Regions from separate parts of the Oncorhynchus mykiss genome. Here region 2 is linked to region 1. The links are chromatin contacts, called in public Hi-C maps. All regions are on one chromosome and are shown on one strand. Each heading gives the region's core, a stretch centred on a gene start, on an enhancer-like site or on the middle of the called end of the contact. The rest is flanking DNA. Distances are from core to core; before and after follow the strand shown.

Evidence for each region. Hi-C and Micro-C count contacts between places; a contact is called where the count stands out from the background.
Region 2: a contact with region 1 is called in a Hi-C map of liver, with 4 times the contacts expected there. The contact joins the promoter of LOC110489575 here to the promoter of LOC110489569 in region 1. A contact is called at or near these places in 2 of 3 Hi-C or Micro-C datasets (blood and liver).

The regions. Positions count from the first base shown.
Region 1 is chr15:10,245,048-10,249,715 of USDA_OmykA_1.1, reverse strand. LOC110489569 (T-complex protein 1 subunit epsilon) reads right to left here and starts at 2,485. Exons shown (of 11, transcript XM_021562300.2): 1 at 2,216-2,485; 2 at 1,513-1,573; 3 at 1,170-1,334; 4 at 490-688; 5 at 60-252. The coding sequence starts at 2,320. It overlaps LOC110489568 (methionine synthase reductase), which reads left to right and starts at 3,156. Exons shown (of 15, transcript XM_021562295.2): 1 at 3,156-3,305; 2 at 3,547-3,694; 3 at 3,910-4,063; 4 at 4,158-4,275. The coding sequence starts at 3,551. LOC118938971 (a small nucleolar RNA gene) reads right to left here and starts at 933; the gene lies at 800-933.
Region 2 is chr15:10,441,130-10,445,797 of USDA_OmykA_1.1, reverse strand. LOC110489575 (NADH dehydrogenase [ubiquinone] 1 beta subcomplex subunit 4) reads right to left here and starts at 2,143. Exons shown (of 3, transcript XM_021562305.2): 1 at 1,767-2,143; 2 at 1,300-1,443; 3 at 313-473. The coding sequence starts at 1,943. The coding sequence ends at 411. LOC110489573 (proteasome maturation protein) reads right to left here. Exons shown (of 6, transcript XM_021562303.2): 6 at 4,424-4,629. The coding sequence ends at 4,562. It overlaps LOC110489574 (homogentisate 1,2-dioxygenase), which reads left to right. Exons shown (of 14, transcript XM_021562304.2): 14 at 1-232.

The sequences.
Region 1 (4,668 bases), core at 1,236-3,735:
GTGACAGCATAGGCGTGCTAACACTATGGCTGAGGCACCGCTGCCGTCTTGTTGTGTACCTTGGGCATCTGAGGGTGGCTGAACTCCTTGTCTATGATGACTCCCTTGATGAGCTGGGTGTCCTCCAGTTTGCCTCCCACCTTGCCCTCCATCTTGATCAGCTCAAAGTCCACGTCCTTACGGTTCATGTCCGCCACCGTTAGGACGGCGTTCACCGCGATCTCCGCCATCTGTCTGTGGCAGCGGTTGATCCTGAAAGAAGGAAGATGGGGAGAGAAATGTGTTTGAGACCTAATGAAACCAACAGTCAGGTTCATAAATTATACACGTATGCCATCACATCTGGGCCAAACCAATTTGTGCAAAGAGCTCAAAACGCTACACCACGTTGCCATGCCAATAGCTAGCTGGACCATAACTGACATTTCTGAAAGTTGTCATGAAAACCACACACACAAAAAAAAAGCACCAACTTCCAGTGAAACTCACACTTTGGAACCTAGTGTGGTCATGGCGGTCTGGATGAGCGGCTCTGTGTTGCTGGGGTCGTAAGGAAAAGTCTCGCTAATCTTGTCCAGCTGCGCGATGGCAATCTTGGCAGCCTGGTCGTAACCGTCAGAGATACGGATGGGGTGGATGCCCCTGTCCAGCAGCTGCTCTGCCTCCTCCAGGAGAGCACCAGCCAGCACTGGAGAGGGAGGAGGGGGAGTTTGTTTGGATGAGTGTACCAATATGATTCTGCATTGATTAACAATTGTATCATAGAAAGAATTGCAGGTAATGTGCATGGCCTTCAGAAATTGTCAGCTCTCTCACAAGCCCCATGTAAGACAAAGATCCTAGATGAGAGGTGAGAGAGCCGTGGTGCTGTATCCCCTGTCAATGTCAGACCACTCCACTGGGGACAGAGTGACTGTTGTAAGGGAGGGGAAGAGGAGCACTCTGCAATTTTAATCCTATGTCTGGATTGGCAGAAAAAAAACGTAACCAGGAGTAGTCTACCATCCAATGTTTTTTTTTTTTAACTAGACAAGTCAGTTAAGATCAAATTCTTATTTACAATGACAGCCTACTAACAGGGTAGAGATGCAATAGACCCCAATTGTTTAATTAATAAGCTAATGAGTCAAAGATCAATCTGGGAGACTCAAATATATAGGGGACCATACCAACGACTCCGGTGGTCCCGTCTCCGATCTCGTCGTCCTGAGACTTGGAGAGCTCCACCATGAGCTTGGCGATCTGGTGGTCCACATCCATCATGCTGAGGATGGTGGCTCCGTCGTTGGTGACAGTCACCTCCCCATCCCTGTCAACCATCATCTTGTCAAGGCCTAATGAAAGAGGAAAAGTGAAGGTGGGAGGTTAAATGTACTTCCAAGATGAATGTGTAGCCGTAGGTAGCTGTTACTGTGTTAAGTAACCAGAGTTGTAGAGCACACAAAAATACTAGCAGTGGCTTTATCACAGCGCTGTGAATGAATAAGCTTCGGTGTGGCTGTTTGGGTTTACCGTTTGGTCCTAGTGACGTCCTCAGCGTCGAGGCAACCGCCTTTGCTGCCATGATGTGAGACTGCAAAACACAAAAGCAAATCTGGTGGATTTCTTCACTGCGGCTGAGGGAGGGATGCTGCGGGAATGATCAACTAGGTAGATGGCCAAGTCCGTGCAAATTAATATTTGACAACTTGACGTTGGTCAAACTCTCAGTCAAGAAGCAACTGACAAACCTTTCATCTAGATTAGACCGCTAACTGTGGCTAAGCTACTTAGCTAGCGAACTAGTTAACGTTAGCTGCATGACAGCATACGCACGTTCAGCAAAACCAAACTATGAATTGCACTTTATTTATTATTCATCATAACTAAGTGAGAAAACACATAACGTATGATAACATTAACTAGTTAAATGATTCCATTGTTTATTTGACAACCAGCCGCGACTCACTGGCCTCTTCAGAAAATAAGCACATGGGCAGACTTAGCATGCCGTAGCTAATCGGCTAACTAGCTAACTTGTACAACATAAATTAAAGATACCATTTGATTGGCTCAGAATGTTAACTATAAATCCATAACAACTAAACGTACTTGTTAGCCAACTAAACTAAGTGGGTCTGAAGTTGCAAAGTGTTTTGCAAATGTGGCTTGGTAAGATGCTGAACCATTAATGAAGTGCCATGCTAGCTAACGGGACCTGCTAAATCCATTGTACCTTCAGTGCATCAAGGCCCGATAAGCGAGTCTTCTTATCCTGGTCTTTGATGATGATGAACGGCCGTCCATACTCATCGAACGCGAGCTGCCCCATAGCGGACATTTTGGGCTGAAAGACGGCGACACTTCAGAAGTGTCCAATGGCTGAAATTCAGACTATTATCGGTGAAAAAGTGGAGTGTTGCTGAGCACTTGGTCGCACGGGTCTGCCGGCGACTTCTGGAAGGATCTCAGGGCGGGGAGGGCGAGACAAAGTGGGGAGGGGGATGTTGATTAGATGTTTTTTTTTTTTACTATATTATGAACATAGATTTCAGTTGCCTTTTATACAATTAACGGTTTGAGAGAGATGTTGTGCATATAATGTTTTAATTTACTTTATTTTCCAAATCCCTCCTATTATCCCGTAGTTATTCCAGTCTCGCGATTCTATCACTCTAATCTCGCGGTGTAGTCGAGACGTCTTTGGTGCTAAAGTTGAAAAGTGTGTTGAAAATATTGTATCAAGGAGTTTAAAACTCCGTAACTGTATTTGTTTTATAATGTTTTGGGGTGAATACGTATATATTTTTAGCAAACTATCAGACAGCTAATTTTGCAGTTTCACTGGTATCGTCAAGCTCTTTCCCAGCTAGAGTAAATTGTCCAGAAAAGTGAAATCAATATGTGGCTTGTGAGCTAACGTTAGTTAGTGCCATTTTTGTCTGTCAGTTCCACCAAATAAATTATATCGGACTCCACCACTGAGTTTAGTAGCTGGTCAGTGTCCGGAGCTGGAAGACTGGCACTCAGGAGTTTTAACAGCTATCTTGCCTGTCAGTCCTGATAAGCAGAGAGATGTTCTCCAAAAGCATCCTCATATCAGAGAAAAGCAGTTCGTGTTATGTTAACCGTTAGATAAATAAATGGACACAAATCCACGTGCATTAGGACAGCCTGTTCCTTCCTGGTGTATGTCGTGCGTCACAAGTGACGTAACTTCTGGGTAGGATTTGTACAGTGCTGAACGTGTTCAAAGGTTTATACAATGTTACGAAAGGAATTCCACTGGGATCTGCTACGAGCTCTTCAACTTTCCGATCGTGTAGGTAAGACGCATGAAATGTACTCAGTCCTGGATGATCTATTATGGAATTCAGTTTTACTTGGCTCTGTTTTTAATCTGTTGTCGAGTTGAAATGGACGGATCAGTGTCAGTACGGATGATGCTTCTCAGTTTCTGCACAATGTTCCTATTGTCATCAACAAAACAATGTTGCCACAACAATTTATAGATTTGCTTGCAATAACGTAAAGTTTCACTGACTTTTGTTGTTTCCACTTGTCCAGCAGAATGCCTTGTGAGTTAAAGCCTCGGTTCCTGGTTCTGTACGGGTCTCAGAAAGGCCAGGCCCAGTCCATAGCCGAGGGGATAGCTGACGAGGCCGAGGAGAGGGGACTGTTTGCTGATATCTGCTGCTTGAGTGAAGGACACAAGGTAAAGTTATCAAAGACAAAATAGTGTCAACCTGCCCTTCATGGCATGCATTCCAATGCAGGCACAACACCTACAATGGGAAACATCGCCAACAATCGATCTGCTAAGGAAACTTAACTAGGCCTATGTATGAGTGTATTTGTGGTAGATGTTGTTACTGGCCTCTTCTATTCTCATGTGAATAACTGATCCTGTTTTGTGTATCCCACCCTCAGTTTAACTTGGAGAAGGAGAGTTCTCCTGTGGTGTTCGTTGTGTCGACCACAGGGGATGGGGACCCACCAGATACAGCCCAGAAGTTTGTCAAGAGAATCAAGAAAAAGACCCTGCCCCGTGACCTCTATGCACACCTCTGCTATGCTTTTTTAGGTAAAGAAGAATTGTGTGTCTCAGACGAAATGCCTAGTGCTGAGATAAATTGCTACTATGGCTTTAAAATAAGATTTATTTTTCTCTGCTCCAGCTCTGGGCGATACAAACTATGCAGATTTCTGCAAATGTGGGAAGACTATTGACAGCCGTCTACTGGATCTTGGTGCTAAACATTTCTATGCAACAGGACATGCAGACGACGGTGTAGGGTAAGGCCCAAGGTTTTTGAATTGGGAAAATAATACATATACTAAAATAATACTGCATGTCTACATGTTGATGTATGAGAATCACTTTAAATCCTGGCACTCACCTAAGAATCTACAGGAGGCACTCACCTAAGAATCTACATGTTGATGTATGAGAATCACTTTAAATCCTGGCACTCACCTAAGAATCTACAGGAGGCACTCACCTAAGAATCTACATGTTGATGTATGAGAATCACTTTAAATCCTGGCACTCACCTAAGAATCTACAGGAGGCACTCACCTAAGAATCTACATGTTGATGTATGAGAATCACTTTAAATCCTGGCACTCACCTAAGAATCTACAGGAGGCACTCACCTAAGAATCTACATGTTGATGTATGAGAATCAC
Region 2 (4,668 bases), core at 894-3,393, 200 kb before region 1:
AGTCATTGCTTCCCCTAGATCACTTAAGGCACGGCGCAAAGGCCCATAAAGTCAACATCCTGGTCCTCTTTAGCGTCATACCACTATACTGTGGCTCAATTCATTCTATCACTCATAGCCTAAGTGTTTGGTTAATTGGTGTACGCTTGTTTTTTTGACTGACCAGTTCATTGATTAAAAAAAAAATGTAAGTTACTGGACAAAAGTGAATGAATAAAAATTCCCTGGAAGACGTATTAGCATGTTTTCACCACTCTGCTGCTCATGTCATTCACAGCCCATGTATGTTTGTAATGACAGGCAGACATTTGATTTGCTTTTTCAACAAAATTAAATTTTATTCAGTTAATAAGATACACACTGACATTAAATCTACAATACTTTACAATGGAAGTCTGCAATGAGCAAACTCAGTAGGCGAGCTTGAACTTGCGGTCGTAGGTCCCAGCTTTGATCTGCTCCTCCTTCTTGTCCTGCGGGGGGGGGGGGGGGGGGGTTAATGAGGTTACGATGGCAGAGCGAAAGCATTGTCACCTAAGCCAGGGTTTCCCAAACTCATTTCTGCTCTGGTTTTTGCCCTAGCACTACACAGCTGTTTTAAATAATCAAAGCTTGATAATGAGTTATTTGACTCAGCTGTGTAGTGCTTAGCTAAAACCAAAAAGACTGCGTTTGGGAAGCCCTGCTCTAAGCAACCTCTTGGTGGCGTGTTTATAACAGTGTGAGCCTCAGTACCCAGGTCTGTGACAGCTCTCTGATTCAGAGAGAGGATCTTAGTCTACATGGCACCACCATTGTTATGTCACAAAGAATGGTGGCGGAGTAGAAGATGAACTTCGAACACATGCTAGGCTTCGCCCTGACTTAAATATTTGGCAGAAATCTTGAAACTATTATGGAGTCAGACAAAGCTTCAAAGTGTGTTTGCTTCCAATAATGCAAAAATTATAATTTCACCATGTTGATGAGCTAAGATGAATTTACTGTCTCTGAGGGCTCATACTCCAATCACTTCTGTATTAGACAGCCAATGTGTCTGTTCAATGGATGACTTTAGTGGGCACAGTCTGGTGGCCCTGTACAAGTTTGCCTTCATAATATAGGTAGGAACACTTTCCTAATATTGAGTTGCTTACGGTTAAGTCATGTTAAAAAATAAAAAAAACCTAAGTGGTAGATCTCATTTTGTATTTTGACTCAGTGATCTTGACCACTGGTGTAAAGGCTAGGGTGTATTTGGAACAGACCCCTAATGTCAGGGAACAAGTAGGTTAAGGGTTGGTGTCATCTCATCCATACCCTGTCCGTCTTCAGAACGTAGTACAGGACGAAGAGGGGAACCACTCCAAAGAGCCCACCTAGCAGCGACGTCTTCTTGGTGGCTCTGAAGTGGTTGTAGGGGTTGGTGCGTGCATACACCCAGCGTGTCAAGGCAGGGTCTTCCTTGAAGCACAAAAAACAGCACGTCAATAATGATGGCCATTCTTTGAGAGTGGGTGCCAGTCTTATTGCAGTCAACTACTATCGTGGTAAAAACGGTTGAATTCAGAAACAGTCATGTTCCCCCAGAATACAATTAACTGAATACAACAATCCATCACAAATTCGTTTAAATAGCAAACTTATTCCGAAATAGTAACACCAAAGTCACATCAACAAAAGTAACGTTAGTTAGCAAACACCATCAATAGCATTACCTCTGGGTGAACTGTGGGTCTGACATTCGCAAGCTAGCTAGCGTTAGCATGTTAGCTCACTCTACTTACAATAAGCTCTTTTCTGTGCGGGTTGTTTAGCTGCATCTGATATTGTCTCTTCAGCTGGGCCCTTAAACCAGCCCTCTCCTCCTCGGCACGTCTCTGGTCCAGCGAAAGGTTGAAATATTCAGCTGGGTCCAACGTTTTTGGCCGAGTGGCCAAGGGCGCTTCGCGGTAGTCCGCCATGTTTGTGAGTAGAGACCAATGACCGTAGAGACAGACAACGAGATTAGATTACCACAAAGTATCGCGTTCTCTTCCAGCAGCGGAGTTTTCAATGGCAACACAAAGCATTCCACACGAATCTGGGGGGGTTAGTGGGGGTTGTCAAATTTTGAGTTGAACGTTTTTTTTCCAGAATTCCCAGTTGTCTTGAACTCACTGAAGTCAAGTTTTCGCAGTTACGAGTCAGCAATTGTTTTGAGCGTGGCACAAATCATGCTTCATTGACAGCATGGCCAATGTTGAATGTTTATCATTTTAAACTTGTTAGACACTTAATCCCAGATTTTGGACCACACGGCCCCTCCACTGAATGGCAGGCTAGTGATTGCTTTACAATGCTTGCAGTTAGCCACTTGTCACTGATTCCTTCCAAACCACTCATTGTTGAATTTGCAACTTGTTGTGTAATGTTTGTCCAATGGCCGATGAGCACCGATACATTTTATCTATAATTTCTCATTATTTCTCTTCATATGACAAGGATTAAAAAGGATTTGCCAGAAAATTGTCAACTTGATTCATGATGATTACTCCTAGCTAAGATTTTGAAAGTATGATGTTGACATGATCAGTCCAATCAAAGCTACTGCAGATATAACATAACAAGCCAGGCTGAAACACCTGCATTTTTGTAGATATAACATAACAAGCCAGGCTGAAACACCTGCATTTTTGTAGATATAACATAACAAGCCAGGCTGAAACACCTGCATTTTTGTAGATATAACATAACAAGCCAGGCTGAAACACCTGCATTTTTGTAGATATAACATAACAAGCCAGGCTGAAACACCTGCATTTTTGTAGATATAACATAACAAGCCAGGCTGAAACACCTGCATTTTTGGAGCTTATTTACTCAAGAAAGCAAAAAGAGACCATGTTTGTATGCAGCTTTATTAACTCAATTACTATTATTTTTTTGACATTGTTTGCAAATTGATACTGTATGTGACATGTATTAATGCCAAAATAACATGCAAAACAGGTAAGCCCCACCCGAAGTGGTCAATGACTTTCCACCCAACTTCCTTATCAGCATGGGCATGTCCAAAACGATGAACTGCTTTCAAACGGAGTGGAATGAGATGGTGCACAAATGTCTGTTTAATGCAGAGGATGTGGGGCTAGGTTCCAGATGTGTACACTCAAAAACATTTTATTACAGCGAGATGAAAAACAGAGGGAGAATAGACAAACAGCCTCAGCAGCGGGACAAGCTCCAAAAAGTCAGAGATTTCCACCGTCTCCAGTACAGGTGAGTGGGCCAGGAGAAGAAAAGACTGAAGATATTAGAAAGCTGAAGACACAAGGTAAGATGTGATGAATATCCTGCTCACCCTTTATGTATCAAGGCATTTTATATCCCTAATAGTAACTCAAACTACTAAATGTATGATCAAGTTACTGTTTACTTTTTTCACAATAAAACATCTCTTGGCCCACACCCTGCTTGTCAGCTACCTGGCTCTACACACAAGCAAACTAGTGGTTGCCTCAGCTGGTGACGACCAGCTCTGTAGGCTTCCTGAAGGAGAGCTGATTTGTAGAGGCCAGGGCACAGCGAGGGCTCTCTGGGGTTAACTTCCACCCTGACAGGGCTAAGCTAGGGGCCACTGGTGGGACTCCAGGTTCCAGATATGGGACCTTTCTGAGGGCCGCTGTGTGCTGACCCCAGAGAGCCACTAGGGGCTGCTCCTTCCATTCCGGTGGAGACTTTGTGGCCTCCTGCTCCCTTGATGACACAGTTTGTTAGGAAATAAATATTTCCTGTTCTTCTACCAAACTTGGCACACACATGCTGACTGTGTTGAGGTAATGTGTGCCATCATATTTGTAGACATGATGATTATCCATATTATAATGGTGTGGGACCTGCAGAGAGGTGCCGCTACAGTCACACTGGTTCTATCAACAGTGTAGTTCCTCCCCTAGCCTGCCCACCTCCTCGGCTGAAGACTGTCCTTGTGGGACACTCGAACCGCCATGTGCCTAGACATTCTACGGCTTCCGCAGCTCCATCAACCACATCTCACTCAGCTCCACTGGTGACCTCATCACGTACTACAATTCCCATGACTGTCATGCTGTGGGATGTCAGCAGACGTGTTCACTATGGAGACGGGGACGCAGCCTAGCAACTGGATGGCTTTCTGCCCCGTCGGGCCGGATGCTGGCAGTCGTTGGGGACGAGGTGAGGGTGGTAGATTGGACGTGACCGCAAGTGGCGTGTGTGCTGAAGCACGAGGACCTGGTGCAGTGTTTTTTTTGTACCACAAGGGGGGGACCAACAGTCAGGGGTACCTGACAGATGTGTGTGGTCGTAATGGATAAGATTCATAAGAGTTAAAAAAAAAGTTGCAATGCATATTATGCTTAAGTGTGTATTTCTATAAATTCAATGAACAGGCAAGCATACATCAAAAACACTAGCCCACACCTGTAATAGATCAACAACATGGTTGAGTTATAGGATTTATTAGAAACAAAGGAATCCAACGATACGAGAGTCTTGAGTGCTGTCTCATATAAGGAAGTGAACAGAGGGCAAACACAAACATCCGGGGGTCTGACGGCTCTCACATCAGGCCCAGCTTATACTCCATCATGATGTGGGGCTCACCCACCATCTCACTTTGGGATGGGTCTGCAGGAAGATGGACACAAAATAGTGCTAAGTTGACAT